2 separate regions of the Gasterosteus aculeatus genome follow, and region 2 is linked to region 1. The links are chromatin contacts, called in public Hi-C maps. All regions are on one chromosome and are shown on one strand. Each heading gives the region's core, a stretch centred on a gene start, on an enhancer-like site or on the middle of the called end of the contact. The rest is flanking DNA. Distances are from core to core; before and after follow the strand shown.

Region 1 (6,380 bases), core at 2,349-4,848:
CAGCATTGTCAGAGAATGCAAAGGTCTGTAAACTGAAGCATTCTCTATATGCAAGCCGTATATATTCCAGATGTTTTTACATATATAATTTGCCATACACCATTAAAATATTTGATTGGTTCTTTTTTCATAAGAGAAACAAAGACCTGATTCAATTCTGCATTTGCTAATATCAAAGATCTTGTTTACAGGGTCATCAAATATTAGTGCGTTATCCTCTTTTTACATTTTTTATTTTGGAGCTTTGCCTTTTGCAGACACATTTCTGATTCTATGTGCATCCGTCTCAGGTTCCCCACTGGTGGTGTCCCTTATCGGGGCTCTACTCCGAGAGAAACCCAACCGTTGGCGCTACTACCTCGGCCAGTTGCAGCAGAAGCAGTTCAAGCGAATAAGGAAGTCATCGTCTTACGACTACGACGCCCTCGACCAAGCCATGGCAGCGAGCATCGAAGTCCTACCAGACGAACATCGAGAATTCTACAAGGACCTAACTGTGCTGGAGAAGGACACCAAAGTCCCTGCAAAGGTTTGGCTGCACAACAAGCGCAATGTTCACACCCTGAATTTCCTAAACTGGTGTTTTTTCATTGTTGTATATGGTCTAGCTGGCACTTATCGCCACAATGTTTCTATATAGAAATTAAAATGAAGGAAATGGACCTTCACTCCAAAGGTGCTACAGTGTTAACCCTCCTTCCAGGTGCTGGCTGTTCTGTGGGACCTGGAGACGGAGGAGGTGGAGGACATTCTCGAGGAGTTTGTCAACAAGTCTCTGCTATTCGTGGACAGTCACAATAAACCTTTCCTGTACTACCTCCATGACCTCCAGCTGGACTTCCTGGTGGAGCAGAATCGCACCCAGCTCGAGGTCAGTTTGGATGCGACGCAACAAGCTAAAACCGTTTTATTTATTTTTTTTGCTTTTAGCTGGCTGACACACATTCATTTGTGTGTGTGTGTGTGTGTGTTTCAGAGCCTCCATAGTAAAGTGGTGCATCAGTACCAGCAGCATTACAAAGATGCCCACTCCACCTCAGGAGATGAGGAATGTCTCTACTGGATCAGATTCCTGACCTACCACATGGCCAAAGCCAACCTCTTCCAGGTAACACACAAGCACAGGTGCACAGCTGGTATCTACAATACTTTATCTCCCGTGTCTCATTCCGTGCCCTTCCCTGACCAGGAGCTGTACTCGCTCATGTTCTCTCTGGACTGGGTCAGCACCAAGGCCCAGTTGATGGGTCCGGCTTACCTCATCAATGACTACGTGGAGTATGGACCCATTCTGGACAAAGAGGTCAGCTGACAGCGGAACTTTGTGTATGAAGTGCGGTGACGTTGAATCATTTACATTATTGCAGGTGAGGGGGACACCCCTTCTCCTTCATCGAAATATGACCTGTGACCACATACGGGGAAGGTGAAGTTTGAAGTTGGACCTCCATGAGCTTCTTGTTGTTGTAACATGCTCGTGTTTTTGTCCCCCCTAGAACTCTGAGACGCGGAGTCAATTCCAGGAGTTCCTCTCTCTGAACGGCCACCACCTGGAGCAGCGTCCGTTCCCTGACGTGGTGCAGCTGGCTCTGTCTCAGCCACGCACATCCGAGGTCTACAAACAGGCTCTGCTGCAAGCACGTGACCGGGCCACAACGGGGAAGCTCTACTTTGAGTGGCTGTAAGCAAGCAAGGACGTGTTTTACTGTGGATGTTCTTGTAATGAAGTTGAAATCAAGCGATGCAACTTTAGAAGATTTCTGCAGCCGCATTGAGTATGAAAGCTAATTTGATTCCGCTAAGAAATGGATTTAGCCATATTCAACAAATAGATCTTCTACTTAGACTAGAAATGGTTCTAGAGGAAAGAGCAATGACCTCATCATAAGTTTTCTATTTGGCCCTATCATAAAGTTATGGAGGTAAAATTCAAGAATATGTGTGATAGTCATCCCAGGGTTGACTAAAATGTATGTTTTCTGTATTTCTTTCAGGAACAAGGGCAGTGTAGAGAGTCTGTCCCGACTGGTGATCCACCCGCACCAGGGCTCCATCTACTCCGCCTGCTTCTCGCAAGACGGAGCCAAGATCGCCTCCAGTGGAGCCAGCAAGATGCTCAAGGTATCTATCCACTTTAATAGCAAAAATAATATCTTTTCCAAATCGCTATCAATTTTACTGTACGGTGCACAACTAGTTACTTCTTTCACACTCAGGTGTTTAAAAGCACCTCGGGGGAGAAGCTCATGGAGATCCAGGCCCATGACGACGAGGTGCTCTGCTGTGCCTTCTCCCCTGACGACCGTCTCCTAGCGACCTGCTCCAGCGACAGGAAAGTCAAGGTCAGCCCAGAAGTGACGCAACTTGGTCGCAGCAGCATGCAAGCAAAGGACACACAAAGTTCAGCGTTTCTTCTGCAGCGTCCTTGAAACTGTGCTTCTCTTCCTGCAGGTGTGGAACGTGGAGAGAGCCATGCTGCTCAGGGTCTTTGAGGAGGAGCACGAGGAGCAGGTCAACCACTGTCAGTTCACCAACTCGACGACGCCACGCCTGCTGCTGGCCACCTGCTCCAACGACAAGGTCCTGAATACCAAGGTGGGCAACGGTGTTGGCTGCTTTTAAAATCTCACACGTTTGCCTTTTCCTTCCCCTCATTGAGTGCCATGCCCCCTTGTTTCTAAGTATCTGTTATTGTCGTACTTTGCAGCTTTGGAACCTCAACAAACCGTCGTCCCAGAACACCATCTTTGGCCACTTTGAGCCGGTCAACCACTGCTGTTTCTCCCCCAGTGACACCTACCTGTCCACGTCCTCCAACGACGGCACCGTTAAGGTGACCCCCACATGCAGCCAGCTACCTCCAAAGCCGCCCCGAATAAGTAGGTATTTGGGCACCTAACTAACCACACAGCTGTATTGTGTGCAGCTGTTCCACACGTCGTCCGCCAACGAGTGGAAGACCATCAATGTGAGAGACGCGTTTGCAGAGAGCGATGAAGAGGTCCTCGTCAAGTGCAGCACCTGGACGGCTGACGGCAAACGCATCATATGTGCAGCCAGAAACGCTGCTCTGGTGAGCGCGCGTTTCACTTTCGTCCTCACTGCCCTTGTTGCCGTTTAATGTAAACGAGAGTATCTACAGAATCTAAAGAGGGTGTGACCTGGCGTTAAATGTAAGCCCCCCCCGCCCCACTTCCTTTCGACATAAAGGAAAGGACCCTCAATGTCGCGGATTTGCTCAAGATGATACTTTTTTTAGGCATTAAAGGTCAATACAGACTTGTTAAATACACACTCCGTTGATTTGTTGTAGATTCTAACCTTTACTTTGGCGGGTCTGATATTATCAGCTGATGTATGCACTATATTGGCATTGATAGATTGCAATACAAAAAGGCCAAAAATATATTTGAGGTCATTTGGAAACAGGTTTGCCATTACGTGGTTGGTCCACCAGGGGGACCGATGTTCACATGTTGTTATTGGCCTCACAGAGCAAGTATTGGTTGAGCTCATCTCTAAACGAGTATAACCATCGACTTATTACACAACGCTTGCATCTTTCTTGGATATGCCTAACGGGGCCTCGCTGTGTCCTGACACGACGCCGGTCTGACTTGTTTTTTCTGGGCGTTTCTCAGGTGTTTGACGTGGAGACATCGGACATGTTGCTGGAGATCAGAACGAATCGCCTGAGCACGGTGCAATATTGTCACGCCTGTCCCACCAGTAACCTGCTGGCGATCGCGTTCTCAAACTACGCTGTGGAGGTACGGAACTTACTCACAACAACACGTGTTTACGTCCTTTTTGTTAAATCCCATTAGTATGCCTCGTTTTGATGCGTTGCTGAACACTTTCCCGGAGAGGATGATAATATAAGGTTGAATAGATGCTCAGCAGTGTGTGTTACAGCTATGGGACCTGGAGGCCAACAAGAAGATGGCGGACTGCAGTGGCCACCTGAGTTGGGTGCAGCGTGTCCAGTTCTCTCGTGATGGCTCACAGCTGCTCTCCTGCTCCGACGACCAGACTGTCAGGGTAAGACCGCCTCGCCATGTGCCGCGTCGGCATTAGCGGAGCAGCTTTTCTTCCGCGGATACCGTCGGTATTGTTCTAATTACCGCCTGTGGAATCAACGCCTGTGCTAAGCGCGGACGTCACAGGTTGACTCTGTTCTCGCTTCGCCAGCTGTTCGGTTTCAGCGCAGTGTATGCAAACCGTTTTTAATTGCATCTTCCCACCAAAGATGAACTCCTCTGCTTTAATGCAAGTTACAAATAAGCAATTAAGCATGTTCTGTGGTTTTCCTGTCTGTTTCTTGAAGTTATGGGAGACGAACAAGGTGCACACCACCTCGGCTGTCTGCCTGAAAAGAGACTCCGACGTTCTCTTCAACGACGAAGAAATCATAGTGTCCGCTGCAGACAACTGCAACCGACTGCAGGTGAGCTGGAGGAGAAAATATGGAGGCACTGAAGGAATGAATCAAAGAGCGATGCACCGGGGATGTGCCTTCATCATGGTGTCGTGTGTGTGTGTGTGTGTGTGTGTCAGGTTCGCGACGGCCGGACGGGATCCGTGTTGTTCCAGTCGGAGGAGAAGCCGTCCAGGATCCGGTGTACGTCCATGTGCAGACAGCCCTCCGCTGTGGCCCTGGGCCAGGAAGATGGCACCGTGCAGGTAGACAACACTTCCAGACTCGAGTCCACAATTAGGAACCAAGCAAAACTCGGGCAAACTCGGACGCCCTTTTTGAGTTTTTACGTGACATGAAAGCCACCGTAGGTCTCCGACAAGGAGAGAACAGGGAGGTATTTGTGTGTATGTGTTTGAGGGATGCATCTTTTTGTGTGTTCAGGTTCCTTTCCATTTTACTTTTTTCCGTCACCCTTGTATCTCCCTGGGACATCCCAGACATCTGTAAGAACTCGTATATGCACACAGTCCCCTGAGGTGTCCTTGCAGCAGCCAGCGCCACACAGCAGAGACTTCTCTAATGAAATAAGAAGGTCGTGCAGTCATAATGAATACAGGAGTTTGTTATTTTAATTACAACTGTGCTCCTGGCCCCAGACATATGAGAGGTGAGGATTAGCAGACGAGGGGACTTGAAGAAGAACGTCTCCATTAGTAAACCAAAGTTCTTAAAACCAGGGGGGAACAAAAAAGGGCATTGAAAAATAATGTGATACTTGATGCACAGAAAATGCCTTTTTTGCAACAGTTAAAAAATTACAACAAAGCCACGATTTTTAAACCGCTACTTGAGGTCAGTGGTGGACCAATGCGTTATGTTCTGCGGCTTATTTTGAGAACTCCTCCCCTCCTTTTAACATTTATTTGGAAAATAAGCTTAATTTATACCCAAGTAAGGCATTACAAAACCTTTTTTTAGTTTTAAGATACAACTTGTCGTTGCGTCCACGCAGATGTTTCTCTGGTATTCCCCGTGAGCAAACACCAGAGGGCGCCACGGTTCTAGCCGGGTCGGTTCCTGGAGCTTTTGACCACCGCAGTGCTCTTTTCCTTTTATCATGAAGAAAGAAAAAAAAAAAGCTTTGTCCTTGTGAGATGCGGCGAGGACAGAAAGTTACTGTGCGATCCTTTGCGATTGGAAAAGTGCGCGTGTGTGTGTGTGTGTTCTGTGCAACGTAGCAGCGCTCGCAGGTAGTCAAGACAGTCGGCTGCAGGATGCGACGCCTGTTGGCCTCCTCCAGGGGGGCGATGCTGGCTGTAGGGCTTTACACGCGCAGGTAGGGAAAGACAAACATCTGCGTGTGTGTGTCTCAGGAATCGCCCCAAATAACGCACGCGTGGATCCTGTGAAACGCTCCCGATGACTCCGAGCGAGGCCTCGTCCGCTCTGACATTTTAACACCCGTGAGACGTTAAATATTTTAGTGGCTGGTAGAATCCCAAGCACTGTGTGCGTCTCTGTGTTGTTGTACTTTTCAAAACTACATGTGCTCATTTACTTACAGTGTGTGTGTGTGTGCTTTATTCCCAGGTTTTAAATGAAATTTGAATTTTTGCGGTATTTTGAGTTTTTTTCATCACTATGAAAGTCCTCCAAAGTTAATAATAAGAAACATGTGAGGCTTTGAAGGAAGTGCTGCAAAAGAGTTTTATAATTACACTTTTAATCTTTAACCATGTGTCCCCTCTCAACACCCTAATTAGCGCTTTTTGGTATTGATAAGTAGAATTCATTGATTGCACTCGTAAATACTCAACTAATCCGGACGCTGCCGGAAACCCACAATCAGATAAACATTATCCGAGGATAGTTTTAGATATTGTCCTCCTCCAAGGAATGTCTGATATTTTATAACACGTAATATATAAACATATCAACGAGACGCTTCCGCCCTGCTATT
Region 2 (6,688 bases), core at 1,479-3,978, 48 kb after region 1:
AAAGCATTGATGTAATGTGGATAATGAGCTCAGCTCATGCTGAGAGTCAAAGTAGAGACATTTACACCAACAGGGTCACATTCGACATCTTCTGAGCCTGAATACTTCATCACAGCCAGACACCGTCCTCGTCGATGCATCGCTCACTTAACTCGTGTGTTGTTTGGGGGGGAGGAGGGGGGGGGGTTTGGCTGGAATGATGAGTATTGATTTGCCCAAACTCTCAATAGACAACACACACACACACACTCTACACACTCTTGAACATATTCAATTACCCTCAGAAAGCAAGCAACTGTGTGTGTGTGTGTGTGTGTGTGTGTATAGATATACACTTATATACACACACACACACTACATTAAGGGGGGGCATCATCGGGAAACCAGAGACCACTGGTTGCTTAGCAACGAGAGAGCAGAGGGGAATTGCAGCTAAGTGTGGGTTTGTAGAAACTGATTTCCAAGAGGGACCAATAGGATGTCTCGTTTCTGTGCAGACACAACCGGCAGCCAATAGGAGAAAATAAGCCGCCTGCATGGACACATATATCTCCATTAATAGCACAAGAACTGTAACTATGACTAGAAGCACAGGCTGTGCGTGTGTGTGTGTGTGTGTGAGCAAGCAAACATTGCTAAGTGCTGCAGGATCAAGGTTGAAGCAAGAGCTCTCAAATCTTTTCCTCTGCATAAACACACACTTTGCCACACAGAGGAGCACAAGCTCTCATAGGGGCACCAGGCTGTGTGTGAACATCCATACATTTGTGTGTGTGTGTTTGTGTACGTTTATGAGCACAGTACTATCTGGTGTGGGTGCTTCAACAGAGATGATCCACCTTCGGTCTTTACAAACGGTAAAAATTGTTGAGACGTATAAAAGCTTAAATTTCATGACAGAAACGATAACAAAAATGGATTAATACTGATTAATCCAATTATGTTTAATTTTTAAACAATCTCGAGATGAAATAAAGAGAACATTTTATCTCCACGGTTGCATTTCACACCATTTATCATAGATCTCAAGGCTGAAACGTGCTGTTATTTTGCGCGATGTGCATGTTGTCAACCCTTGATTAAGATGAACCTTAATCACGCGTGAAAAAGAAGGCTTGACGCTATGAATCATTTAAAAAGGCTTAAAGGCGATACGGTAGTTTATTAAACTACACAGAATAAAAACAGTTAATCAAAATAGCACCAGCATAAGCAAATTGATATAATCAATTCTCCAGTACGCTTTTGTCTGGGATCGGTCTCTCTGCCTCGTCCATCGCGTTGAGGTTGCCAACTGACTAACGCCGGTCACCGAGGGGAGAAATCCATCGCCATGACGACTCGATGGACAGGATTGTACTAAAAAGCATCCAACAGGACTTCTGATTCAATTTTTCTGTGCGTCTAGGCTGTTGTACAACAGCTGGGGGAAGACATTTACTTCTCCTGCTGGGACCTGTCTCGTTCTGTCCCTCTTTTTACCTCCTGCAGTGTCCTCGCTTACTTTCCGCTCCGGTCTTGCTCAATAGCCGCTGCCTTGTTTCCCGTCATCGGTGCTGCAATACGAGTCCCAACAGGCAAGAAAATATTTACTCCTCATGTTGTCCCTCGATTTCCAGTAACTTAAAAGAAAGTCCAAGCTGTCTCTGACACACAAAGTAGGTCTAGGAAAACATAAAAAGCCCTGAACACAATCATCCAATCCCAGCGGCCAAGCCTTCGTGTCACGAGAGTTTACGGTTTCTCCCAGACTGACTGATTTTTAACTAAACTCTTACAAACTAAAAGCATTCCGCTCTGAAGCAACTATATTCTTCCCCTGCTCAGATTTCTGCTCTCTCGTCTTCCTCCAACAGTACGTTGGAGCAGGCAAAGCACAACAGCAAACAAATTAGGGCAGCGATTGTTTTTAACGATGGAGGAAATAGCGGTTACTCGTTTTCTCTGCTTCACCCGACTCACTCTGGAAAACAAAAACAGAAAGATTGACACATGCTCTGAGCTGCCTTTCAGAAGGTCTTCATGAGAGCTTGATAACCAAAACATGCGCCCACTACCCGATGTCAGGGGAACCGGCTCGACCAGCCGAGAGAATCTATTCAAAATCACCACGAAAAAGGTTCCCAGGCGGAGATTCCTGGGGGAAGAGAGAAAAAGAGGAAGGACATGACTCGCTCTTGTTGCGGGATACTTGTGAAATAACCCCTAAGTTGTATGCAAAGGAGGGAAGGATGCTTTGTGGCTTCCACACTGAGCTCAGTCTCCCGCAACGCAGACGCGCAAAAAGCATCCAACTCCAGCGCACACAGCCGGAGAATCCGCCGCGTCAGCAGTGTTGAGCGCTACGGGAGAGCTCACTTTGTGAAGGATGCACAAATCAAACATTAACAACGGAAGGACCTGTTCCTACCTCTCCTCAGGGACTGGACTTATTCCCAATGAAAGGTTGTTCCTCAGCCGGCAATTCTCTGCGCTTAGAAGTTGGTCTTTGACTCTCTCTCGTCCTTCTTTCTGCTCGGTCTTGAAACCTCCCCGAGATTTACTCCCTCGCCGCTTCGCCACCAGCCTCCGTCTCCCTTTTCTCGCACTCTAGTGCAGATTTCCAGCGCTCACCAACTCCTCCTCTTTCTTCAGCTCGCTGCAGCCAGACTGCATCTCCTACATGTCTCTGCCTGAGCACGCTCCCTCCCTCTCTCCCTCCCTCTCTCCCGCTCTACCCAGTTGACATTCCCCCTCCTCCTCTCCATCTCGTCACTATGGAGACGCTGGGCCCGTACGGAGACGGGCTCGTGCTGCTTCACGAGGAGTGTGAATGTGTTGTTTGTGTGCAGCACGAGTTGCGACAGTTACTATCATCACAATGACACCAAATTTTCTGACATTAAATACCAGCACAAATAGGTTTCTGTCCTGCGTAGTTTCTTTTTGCTGAGCTAAGCAGACTGTGTCCTAGCTTCACATATGCAGCGCGATGTAGGTGTGGGATTAATGGAACGGCAAGGAAATGAATAGGTCCAACACTATTAGACTACAGCACCCATCAGCCAGCCAGAGGCGCGAACCAAACACTTCTTCTATTTCAGCTCAAAACCCGTCGCAACAGACGGAACATTCATCCCAAATGAACCCGCAATTCCAAAGGTGGGCGGATTCACGGGAATCGCTGTCCCATCCTTGTTCTCACGTCTCTACGTACACAAGCTTGTACCTTTGATATCCAATCAAAGAACCTCACGTGGTCTGAAGCGGCTGCTCGTCTTTTGGATTGATGACTAAACAAGGTCATTTCCTATCATTGTATCTTGGGAGTGTTTTAAGATGCCCGTCCAAAACTTTGTGTTTGGGACTTTTACTGCAGCTTTATGACTCGTGTGCTTCAGAGCATCGTCATCCCTGAGCAGCCTTGTGTAATATACCTGCAGGGTGTCTCAGCCATAACAATCGAAGATCCAAGCGCCCATCGGCTGACTACAGGACAAAACTGGGACCAAACCAGTTCGGTGCATCAAAATAAGAGCCGCCTGTGCATGAGGGTATATATAATCGGCCTCTGTGTCACTGCAAGTGTCACATATATGAAATTCAACCCACGCAGCTTGACGTCATTCTGCCTATTTCTGTATTTTACAAGTCTACGTATGTGATCCAGTAAGAGAACCCAAACCCAAAGATAGAGCGTGACTCACCCGTATTGCCTCCTCACTGAGAAACAACTCTATGGCAGATTATCCTTTATTATGAAGCGGGTAGATGAAATCCAGCGTTCTGATTGGTTGAGAGTGAGCGTTCTATATCACACTGCGCACTCAAAGTAACAGGTTAGATTTTACGTGACCGTTAGTAGTCTTTAGCTTGGTGGCGTATACACAATATACAACTATTTTGTGCTGAAAGGCAGCTATTTACCTATTTATGATTTTGCGTCGGGCCCATCAACACCCCCGTGCTGTTACATCATTGGACGTACCGTATTGCTTTAGTAAAATACCTTTTTATTCACATTAATACACTGGAATCTCTACGGGTCCTCGAGATTCGGATCCGTTCAAAGGATCGTAAATGTTTGACTGTCCGCTTCTTCTAGACCTGACCTTCAAGCATTTATTGTTGACCTCGCAAGCACCTGATGATGAACATGATGTTGTATGATGGAAAGTCCAACAGCGGCGGTCCTACTGGGCCGCGGGTTCAGGGTGCACTCGGGCAGGTCACACACACACACACACACACACACCATCTCCCAGGACCTCCCACACCATCTCCAGCGCGGTGAGCGCTACAACAGGAAGTGCAAACGCCAAATAAGGCTGCAGGAGAGCGAGCGAGCGAGCGAGCAGGGACGGTGAAGTACACTGCAGTCCTGAGGCAAATCCACCCACACCAGAGATACTACTCACTCCCCACACATACTGTACGTGTACTACATGTGTACTGTATCTGCACACATCTCAACCTATCGGACACCATACGGGTGTGCGATAGCTGCCCTTAAATACACGTCTCCAACATTTAATGGCCTTTTGGGGGTTTTTAGTAGGTGTGTGTGTGTGTGTGTGTGTGTGCGCGCGTGTAGGACTCATAGTATGATGTATAGGGTTTGATCCTGCAGTGTCTTAACGAAGGCAGGAACCATCTGGTGTTGGGATGTGAGACAATCTGTCCATTTGGATAGGTGACAAAGAAGGTGATAAGCACAGGAACACGACACGTGCACGCACACAAGCACGCGCACAGACACGCAGACAAATGATTTGGAATTGTGTCAGGAGAAGGCAATCCAGTACACACACACACACACACACACACAAACCCGTTTCATTTATACCAAGTGCACATATCTCTAGTCTCTATGGTAACTAGTAGCCGCCATGGCAACGGAGAACAAGCGGTAGAAGAAAAGGCTGAACGCTCATGACTGTCCTCAATTTATTTTGGACCCCTCGTACGGTTACGCACACACAGACACGCACGCACACATATCCCGACACAGTTAGTCATTTTCAGCTTTTCAGAACACATTCCCAGTTTTGAGCGTAAATACCTCCTGAAGTGGGGAACGCAGGGACAAGTCAGGACTCGAAGGTGAATCACACACACATATTATATATATATATATATATACACACACCCACACGCACACTAACAAAAAGTGAGCACAAACTGTCGGGTCTTCACTTCAGATTGATTAGTTATACATTATATCTCTATATATTATACACACATGTACACAATTAATTTGTTGTGTCACAAGATGACCTCCCTTAATCTCAGCCTGCCCATTAATAGCACCACACACACACACACACACACACACACACCTTTAAAAAAAACATTAAGGAAATTCTTCCCAGAGGACCTGAAACTATTTGACCCCCCAAAAGCGAGATCCACTTGTGCTGCGTTGTGGAGCTCGGAGGACTCACTTAGAATGAGAGCATCTTGCAGCTTCGACGCACTTTTCTTTTTTTGGGCTTCTTGAGAAGAAGGTGGTGTGACTGAAGAGCGAAGCAGCAGCACCACCGCGTGGATCTACACACGACGTGACTGCACATCCCTGGGAATGAATGTGTGTGTGTCTGTGAGAGCCTCTTATCCATCTGCCATCGGATAATATGACGGGTCCATTCATCCACGACTGGATGAGAGACTCTTGAAATAATAATGAAATATAAAACATTAACATTTCGCCTTTTGACATCACAAAACAAATTAATAAATAAAATGTTTTATTCACTCTTGTGTGCAGCATCTGTGAGGCACATTCAACCATGAACCAACCAAAGGTCAGTTTTTAAACAATAAATTGGTCGTGTGTCCTATAAATATCTTTATATTATATTATATGATATTTGGGCTTTTGAAGCTTCTGGCCTTTTTTCAGGTGAGAAACTGACTTCTTTTTCAAAGCCACCAGTCAGTTGGCATCCAGCTAAGAAGTTCCCGAGCGACGCCTCCTCGCAGCCCGGGTCGAGGTCTGATGCTTTATTATGGAGAGAAAAGCACGAGAGTAGAATAATCTTGAGGCCACACTGACTTCTGGGGAGATTAAGGACACAAAGCAGCTTAAGGCGCAGCTCCCTGCAGACAAGGTGCTGCATCATTCGGCACCCGGCACTCTCCAAATGTTCGAGACTTTACTTCATGAGGCCCTCAGAAACGAATGGCTGATTAAATGGTCACTTATTCATTTGCTCTTGTTCGCACTATAGGTTAAGCAAATTGGATTCAGTGAGCCACCATTAGTTTCATTCTAGCATAATGTAAAAAAAAAAACTCCAATAATAAGCAGTATGTGCACACTTACTAATAATAAATTCTTATCAATTATTCATGTCAATTGAATAATTTAAAGATAGGTAATGTTCATTTCAGGTGCCAAGAAAATCAATCATGAAATAAAGTACCTGCACTTTTATTTTTTCTCGCGAGAAATTACTTAATGATTGATCATACTAACTGGGAATATGTACACCGCGTCATACAATGTCACATGGGTGTTGGGATAATCACTTTTGCAATAAAACAAATGTCAAACGGATAATTCTGAGGTAGTTTTCACCATAGAAATGAGAGAAGCTGATCAAGTTGTGAGAATAAGATCACATCCTTTTATCTTGATTTTCACTTTCAAATAAATTCGGCTAATCTCACATTTGTTTCTTTCCGTTTCAGTAGCTTCAAAGTTTTC

The links. Hi-C and Micro-C count contacts between places; a contact is called where the count stands out from the background.
Region 2: a contact with region 1 is called in a Hi-C map of blood and trunk muscle, with 2.3 times the contacts expected there. The contact joins two enhancer-like sites. A contact is called at or near these places in 5 of 6 Hi-C or Micro-C datasets (blood and trunk muscle, skeletal muscle, tail fin and 1 more).

The regions. Positions count from the first base shown.
Region 1 is chr4:32,420,408-32,426,787 of fGasAcu3.hap1.1, forward strand. apaf1 (apoptotic peptidase activating factor 1) reads left to right here. Exons shown (of 28, transcript XR_013467278.1): 7 at 1-23; 8 at 291-529; 9 at 704-871; 10 at 977-1,108; 11 at 1,190-1,303; 12 at 1,497-1,681; 13 at 1,995-2,121; 14 at 2,217-2,342; 15 at 2,452-2,595; 16 at 2,708-2,833; 17 at 2,927-3,073; 18 at 3,642-3,770; 19 at 3,901-4,041; 20 at 4,328-4,447; 1 more. Among protein-coding and RNA genes, the nearest start is that of apaf1, 6.2 kb to the left of the region's middle. Within about 2 kb of position 3,599, at least 2 of the 9 cell types and tissues checked have open chromatin away from gene starts, as enhancers often do.
Region 2 is chr4:32,469,388-32,476,075 of fGasAcu3.hap1.1, forward strand. All of the region lies in intron 19 of anks1b (ankyrin repeat and sterile alpha motif domain containing 1B), which reads right to left. Among protein-coding and RNA genes, the nearest start is that of apaf1, 55 kb to the left of the region's middle. Within about 2 kb of position 2,729, at least 7 of the 9 cell types and tissues checked have open chromatin away from gene starts, as enhancers often do.